2 separate regions of the Gossypium hirsutum genome follow, and region 1 is linked to region 2. The links are chromatin contacts, called in public Hi-C maps. All regions are on one chromosome and are shown on one strand. Each heading gives the region's core, a stretch centred on a gene start, on an enhancer-like site or on the middle of the called end of the contact. The rest is flanking DNA. Distances are from core to core; before and after follow the strand shown. Region 1 holds the start of LOC107952728 (pre-mRNA-processing factor 39). Region 2 holds the start of LOC107952887 (piriformospora indica-insensitive protein 2).

Region 1 (4,329 bases), core at 1,407-3,906, 680 kb after region 2:
ATAAATACAAAAATTTGAAAGCAATATATTTATTAATTATATACATTAATTAAAAATAAAAAATTGAAATAAAATGAAATAAAAAATACATATTAAATTGGCTTACAAGAAGAAATAAACTTGGAACTCAAAGATAGAAATGCAATTATTTAACCATCTAATCAAAAGAGATAATGTGTTAAAAATATTAATTAAAAAAACTTGAAACAATATGAAAATAAAAAAAAAGTGAAAGAGAAAAATCCAACCTGAGATTTAAGGATAAAAGTACTAACATTTAACTATCTAAGTAAAGAAGCAAAACTACTAGTTTTAGTAAAAATTTATTTTGGTGACGTATTTTTACTTTCTCTCTCTAACATATATCGATAAATATAAAAAAATTAAAATTTAAAAAAATTCAACCCAAATATGATTATTTGAAAGGTGAATGTGAAATATGGGATCCCTAGTAGTTAAATTTAGGTTAAATTACACCAATAGTCACTCAACTTTAGGGTAGCTGACAAAACAGTCACTTAAGTTTCATTTCAATCACTAAACTTTCGAAAAGTTACAAAACAATCACTAACGTTATGAAAAAATGACAAAATAGTCACTGATTAGCATGAGTGTTGATGTGGCAAGTTAACTAGTTGATGTGACCAATTACCTTGCCACTTTGGACGAATAGTCAAAGGGTAAAAGAAAAGAAAAGAAAAGATGATTGGTAAGAATAATATTTCTTCTTTTTCTTCTCATTTTTCTCTTCATCTTCTTCTCCCTCAACCTTTTTCTCTTTATGCTTCTTTTATTTTTTTCTTCTTCTTCTCTCCTTTCTCTTCATCTTCTTTCTCCCACAACATAACAATGGCTACAAATCAAGAGCCACAACAACAGTTGTTGAACAACCCCAAGCCACCCGCATCCCTGAAAAACCATGGGATTACTATGAACCAATGGATGAAGGATAATGACTAGATGAGACCACGAAGGCACTGGAAAATCTCACCCACTTGCCCGACTTTGATTAATGACTGCCTAAAAATGTCCAATTGTTGATGCTCACCAAGAACTAGAGGAAAAGAAGCAGATAAAGAAGAAGATGATGAAGCGGCAGAAGAAGGAGCTACAAATGAAGAAGGAAAAGGTGACAAAGAAGAAGATAGGAATGGGTGTTGAAAGTTAGGTAACTGAGACGATTACATCATCTGTTCCATCAAGCTGGTAGCTTCTTGTCCATGGAAATCAGTAGAACTCTATAGCAACTAAGAGTACTGCCAGTAATCTCTCAGCATATCAGCTATAGGGCTGTGAAGATGTTGGGAATAGTAAAGCTATGGCAATGGCGTTGAATAAGGTGGCCAAAACTGGGTTGTTAAAGAACTAGAAATTGATGTTTGGGTAGTGGGAAAGTTCTGCATAGTTGAAGAACAAGCCTTACAAGTTTAGGAAAATTTAACTTGGCCCTGCTTCCCCTGAATTTCAAAGCAGCTTCATCATAGGCTTTTGCGGCGGCTTCCGCAGTATCAAAGGTGCCTACCAAACTCTTGCTGCTTTGTGAGGATCACGTATTTCGGCTGCCCATTTCCCCGATGGCCTTTGCCTAACCCCCCTATATCTTCTTCTTCTCTCGCCGGTTTAGTCATAGGTGGCTATTATTGCTGTTTCTGCTGCTAGTGCAACAATGCTTGTAGTTTCCTCAACAACTGTTTTTAAAAAGAAAGCTAATCAAATGAGACGTCTACTTTTGAAAGTAAAATATTATTTCTTCTAAGATCAATATGGATTGAGAGGTTGAGTTGCTTAAATTCTAAATGAAGGTGGTAATGCTAGCTCGTTGCAACTTGAGTTGTATAAGCTGACTGATGCAAACTTTATAAACATGCAATATTACATACTAGTTAATATTATTTATTATTTATTATTACTAATAGTAATTAATATTTTACTAAACTAGTGATAATAGGAAAACAATTAAGTCTTTTCTAGATTATGTTATCTTATGTAATCATATGTAAGGAAAAGAAAACAATAGCGGAATCCCCTAGATTTTCACCTAAAGGGAAAAGAGAAAGAAAAGAAAGAGTTCAGGAAGAAGAAAAAAAATGGAGGAAAAATGGTATTTATTGATAGGAATATATATACATAACAAACGTTGTAGCATATAATGAATCGGCATGAGAACTTCTAAAATCAGCAAAACTTCTTTGAACCCTTGGTGCAGTAGACTCAACCAATTGAGCACTAGTCTCATCTCATTCCATTTTCTCTTATTCTTCTTTTTCTCTTCTTCTCCTCTTCTTCTTCTTCGACTGTCCAAGGCTGTTTAGGGTTAAAAGGAACTATTAAATAACAGCTAATCCACCCTTAAATGCCATGTCATTTTTTCGTTACGTCTGTAACGAAAAATAGTTAAAAATACTGTTTTGTTATTTTTTTAAAATTGAATGACTGAAATGAAACTTGAACAATTATTTTATTAATTAACTCAAAGTTGAGTGACTGTAATTTGAGTGACTGTTTATATAATTTATACTTAAATTTATGAATCTGGTTCATAAAATGAAGAAGGCAGGCCCAGTTATGTAGGTTCCTAAATTTCCGCCACCTGGCACCACCAAAGCCCTCCTGAAAAAGGCAACGGCCATCACCCAAAAACAATAAACGGCCCAGATTCACCTCCACCTCCACGTAACCCAAAGAATAAAAACCGCCACGCCCACTTACCCTACCTTTCCTCTCTCCTATTCGTTCTCTTTGCTTCGTTTCTCTCTCTCTCACCAAGAAAAAAGAAAAAAAGAAAAAAAGGAAAAGTGCAAAACTCTTAAAGAACTTTCTAAGAAAACCTCATCTAATTTTACCAACTCAAATCACTCTAAAGTGTTGAATCCAGAACTGGCCTCGCAAAACGACGCCGGCTGCTGCTCCTTCCGGTATGTACCCAGCCTTTTTCCTTTTTCTCCCTGTGTCAATTCCTCCAACTTAGGGTTTTGGTTTGCGGAAACCGTTTCAAGATTGGCTAGGGATTTGTTTTGAAGTTTGGAGTTTTTAGGTTGCACTCTTTTACTTTGTATTGAAGTTTTCTCTGCGATAAACAACTTTATTTTTCCTGCTTATTAGTTCTACTTATAAATTATTTAATTTGGCCGTTCAGTTATTCACCACCATTCTTTAAAAAAAAAATTACGTTTTTTCCCTGTATATTTGTTTGTATGTACGAGTAAGTAAAAAATTAGCAAGTTAGAAGTGAAAACAGGCGTTTAGTTAATTCTTTTATGGAGAAAAGTTTTTGTTAATTTTTGGTTGGTATTGTTTCCCTGTAAAATAATGACTTGAAATTCTTCTCTTGGTTGTTAGTTTGAGTGTGCATACTCCAGGTTTAATTTCCCGACCTCGAATGGGAGATAGTGAAGCAGTAGTTGCCGACTCATCAGCAATGATGGATTATACTTCAGCAGCCTATAATTCTGCTGGTTCTGGCGCTTACTCCTCCCAGGCTACTGGATATCCTACTGCTTCTGGTGGTCATCCAAATTCTGCTGGTCAAGAAGGTCAAAGCAGTGAAATGTATGACGGTAAGCCAGCTGGTGGAGCAACAGATGAGACTGCTGTTGCAGTTGGAAATAGGGCAGCAGATGCATCAAAAGCTGCTGGTTGTAATTATCCTCTAAATGGAAATGTTGTTAATGCAGCAGGAAATGCAACCACAGTTGAGAATGGAAATGCTTTTGATAATTTAGGTGGTGCTTCTGCCGCACCAGAGTTTGTGGATGGTTCTGGTATGTTTTTCTTGGGCATTTTGTCATGTATATCAGTTATGCACAAAGGCACTAAGAAGTGGGCTTGGTAATGATTTTAATATTTTGATTTATTTTTCTGCTATTTGTATCTCAAGTTAACAAGCCTACTGTATGCCATAATGACTTGAAACTCCGTTAGCATAGAAACAGCCTTTTTCTCTTGGCACTCTGCCATTAAGCTTTGTTCCTGATCAACGTGATGTGGTTGATTGTTCTTTATTGTTCTTTCGACATCTGCAGTCTACACTTAGTTTTGATTAAAAGCATCTTATTCAACATTTTACCTTCCCCTTTTATTATTGTTATTATAGTGTTTAAGTTTTAGAAAATGTGAAACTCAATTGTTTCTTTATTTTTATTTTTGACATCTAGCACCAACCATTTCTGCTGAAGAAGAACGTTTATGGAGTATTTTGAGAGCCAATTCATTGGATTTTAATGCTTGGACTGCATTGATAGAGGAAACAGAGAAGGTTGCAGAGGTATGTGAGCATGAAAATTTGTTGCATGGGAACAATTTCACAGACTTGTTATCTTTTACATGTTG
Region 2 (4,018 bases), core at 515-3,014:
TCAAGCTCTCTGGGATTTTACCAGAAAACCCATTTGAACTCAAGTCCAGCTTCAAAAGGTGAGTAAGATTACCTACAGAAGAAGGCACATTTCCATGGAATCCATTGCCGCTCAAGTCGAGAATTTTCAGCTTCTTTAGCTTAGACAGATTAACAGAAACCTTTCCACTAAGCTTGTTTCTCGACAGTGTTATCTCTTCAATGTTAGCCAAATCACCGATTGCATTTGGGATAGCTCCATGAATTCCATTTCCGGACAAAACCAACCTCCTCAAACTTGTGAAATTTCCGGTGATGCTACTGAGAGGACCAACAAAAGCTCGGTTGTTTATAAACACAAGCTCTTCAAGAGAGGAGCCGAAAGTTGTGGGGATATCGGGGACAAAAGCTTGGGTTTGGGTGAAGCATTGGTAGAAGAAAAGTTTGCGTAGATGTTTGAAGGAAGTGAAGAGGAGAGGGCTGAAAGTGGAGTTTGGAGAGCAAGATGGGTTTGGTGTAAAATCGGAAACGTACCCGAAACTCAGTTCCGTGACATGGACCGTAACGTTCTTCGTTGTTGGGTCGGTGAAATAATCACAAACAACACCGTGAGGAGGGTAAGAGCAGAGGTCGTCAGGGAAGAGAGTCCGCCAATTGGTGGCTGAGTTGATGGAGGAGAGAACTTGGTAAACTGAGTCCTGCTCAGCCGAGTTGAGGAGGAGAGGTTGTTCCTGCTGCAATGAAATAGTAACTAGAGTGGATGTAAGCGTGAAGAAAAGAGCCAGCTTGAAAATAGAAACAACAGTCATGGTTTTCTCACTGGGAGTGGAAGATAAAAAAGAGATAGAAAACCAAGCAGTGTTGTTTGGGGGGGGGGGGATGTTAGGTTGGTTGGGATGGAAGCGAAAAGAAGGGGATTTTGTTTTTTGGTTTATTGGCACTTGCCATTGCATATATTGTGGAGGACTTGGCCCCCTTGGTCTTGGACTGTAGTGTGTAGACTGTAGACTGGCTCTGCCAACACCCAAAACAACCTAGCTCTGACCCTCTGAATCTCTGACCAACCTAACTTCAAAATTTCTTCTTTTTACCTTTTGTAAAATTTTAACCCCAATTATGCTCAAGTAAACAAAAAGATAAATCCTTAATGGTAGTAAATGCAACTTTTCAAGTGTTGGATCGAAATGCAAAACAAGAGCATCTTTTTCTTTGGGTATATGAGTTCCATTCCAGCCCTGCAGTGGCGTTAATGAAAGCGTCGATCGGTTGGAGAGCTTTGGTTTTAACTCCGGTAATGGTGAAAAAGGATAGCCGACAGAAAAACCTGCGGAGCAAAGGTAGCCGGGGGAAGCCAATAGTGAAGCGCCGCAGCCGCCGACTTACTGTCTCAAAACATGTTTCGTGAAAGCGACATTTAACTGAAAGGGAACGAGGCATGCATGGTGCTACGTGTCCATATTACAGTGGCTTAAGACAAGGACTCGTGTCTTTTGTACGGAAGGGGATCCTTTCCGGAAATGGCCGTGCATGCGAAGTCCCCAATTTCCAGGTAAGTCAACAGTAATTTTTTATTTTAAGTTCTTACCTGCTGTTTTTAATAACAAAATTACGACCAAATATTCACCAAAGGTGTTTTGAGGCCGTAAGTGAAAATGGGCTTCTTCTCTCAAATATTTGAATAAAGTTGGGAGTAAACATGGTTGAAATAGATTTATTTAAAGGTAAAATAAATGAATATAAAATGTAGAAATGCCTTTGAACAGAAGTGCTTTTCAATTTTATGCCTTTCAGATTCTTTGTTGATTCAATTTTATCTACCACTTTAAGTCGAATTCCAATCCCATCTGAGAGCATTTAGAGAAGAAAAAATCTGATAAAATTGAATTGAGCAGGAAGACGAGAATTATTTGAAGTAGCATTTCAGTGTTTGTCACGAATATTCATAGTTGTTGCTACCTTTTATTTTTTATTTCCCTTGTTGTTTTGTTTTTACTCTTCTTTTTGCTTTGTATTGAGGTGTAAATTTTACATTTTTATTTCTTCTTTAGGAAATTGTTCTTTAGATTTAGATGTTTTATGGTTTGTATTTTTACTCAAATTTTGGTTAGTTTTAATTTAATCTTTTTATTATGGCGGAAAAGAAAATAAAAATATATTATATTTTCACTAAAAATTAAAATTCAATCCCATTTCTTTAATAATTTCTTTTGGGTACAGAAAAGAGGCTTAAGCCTTACTATATATATATATTTATAACTAAATAAAAACTCAAAAGAATACAATTGCGATTATGTATTATTTCCAGCAAATAAATAAGAATTCTGCTTCAAGAAAGTAAAAAGTAAAAAAAAAAAGTTTATCAGTTGTTTTTTTCATCACTCAAATAAGTCAATATTAGTACCAAAGGTGCATAAATGTAACTCGTTTAAAAAACTATTCAGAGTTCATAGAGCTCTTTGTAAAGCTTGTTGAAAAACCCGTTGTAGGACTTGATTAATTGCTCTTTGTTGTTCAAAATAATTAGTTTTATTTTTTTAATTTCTAATTGTTCCAAAATCTTTTAAGTTGAATTAATCAAATTCAAATTTTCCCATTCTATCTCAGAATATACATTCACTCGAAACTGATCCGCCTCCATTTCTACTTTTCGTAAGCAGGTCAAGCCTTTTTCAACCGTTCAATAGCCTCTTGCATAGTTCTTCTAAATTTCGAATAGTATTCAAGATCCTCTCATTTTTATTATCCAATAAATCACTTAATAAAAGTAGATTGTCTTTCCATTCATTTTTTATTTAAAAAAATTCTATGATTCCTTCCCAAACTAAACATGAATCTTTCGATTCATTTGACTCTCACACTCAATTATTTCTTATTTATTAAAATTAATCCCCATATTTTTCCTAATGTAATGAACTTCTTTTCTAAAAATAATTTAAATTTGAATAACGTTGTGGAAAAAAAATCATCCTACTGCCTTGTACAACCCCAGATCATCATTTGCAGCTGAAGTAGCCATGTAGCCCGGTGTGGGATTAGCTTCCCTATAAACATGATTAAACTTGATTTCCCATTGTCTCCCTTCATATTTACAACGAGAGCTAAGCTACTAGCATCATCTCTTTGTCGTTAATCATCCTTACTACTAGGCTATTATCACTTTCAAACATTACCTTATGAAAACATTAATTTAGTTGGTATTAATATTGTTGTCAATACAGGAGGACATAAGTTCAAGTACATTCAAATACATTTTATCCTTCTATTTAAGATTTAATGTAACACACCTAATCCATCTCCACGCCGAATTAGGGTTACAGAGTTTGACGTCACATATCAAAACAATTTACTTCACTAAACTATTGATTTATTAATTTAAATAACAACATTCAAATATACATTTCATTCATAGAAAAATAACATTTACGGGCCTTAAAATGAGCTTATGGGGCCCTAAAAATAGTTTGGGAACAACCTTAAAATGAGCTTATGGGGCCCTAAAAATAGTTTGGGAACAATCAAAGACTAATTTGAATCAAAACAGAAAAACATGAAAATTTTTGAAAATTTTGGAAATAGGGGGTCACACGGCCGTATGACAGAGCCTAGATCGTATGGCTCAGGGACATGGTTGTGCGGCTACCCCATATGCCTGTGTGCTCAGGCTGTGTAACTAACTGTAACTGTGTGACAGCCCGTGTCCCAGGTCATGTGCACCTTAAAAAGCTTCCAAAACAAGACAAACTTTCATCCAAAACTTAGGCACCAAGCCATATCAAAACCAACCATTTCCATACTTTAAAAACACATTTAAACAAACCTAAAAAAATGCCAAAACATTCAACTTAAGTGTTTAACCAATATGTCCTCATTGACACTACAATTCAATTATCAACCTCAATTCACGTGTCACACCAAACTAATTTGCATTCAAGTTCATAAGTTCATATATAAAACTCATGCCAAACTTACCATTTCTTCTTATTCATTCACATTCATTCATATCATGATTCAAACACTTACATAAGGTTTATATCAGATGA

What was found. Hi-C and Micro-C count contacts between places; a contact is called where the count stands out from the background.
Region 1: a Hi-C map of leaf shows a contact between it and region 2, with 3 times the contacts expected there. The contact joins the promoter of LOC107952728 here to the promoter of LOC107952887 in region 2. A contact is called at or near these places in 2 of 34 Hi-C or Micro-C datasets (both in leaf).

What each region holds. Positions count from the first base shown.
Region 1 is chrA07:41,297,235-41,301,563 of Gossypium_hirsutum_v2.1, forward strand. It overlaps LOC107952728 (pre-mRNA-processing factor 39), which reads left to right and starts at 2,657. Exons shown (of 18, transcript XM_041118079.1): 1 at 2,657-2,915; 2 at 3,340-3,761; 3 at 4,155-4,264. The coding sequence starts at 3,380.
Region 2 is chrA07:40,623,011-40,627,028 of Gossypium_hirsutum_v2.1, forward strand. It overlaps LOC107952887 (piriformospora indica-insensitive protein 2), which reads right to left and starts at 1,765. Exons shown (of 1, transcript XM_016888086.2): 1 at 1-1,765. The coding sequence starts at 931.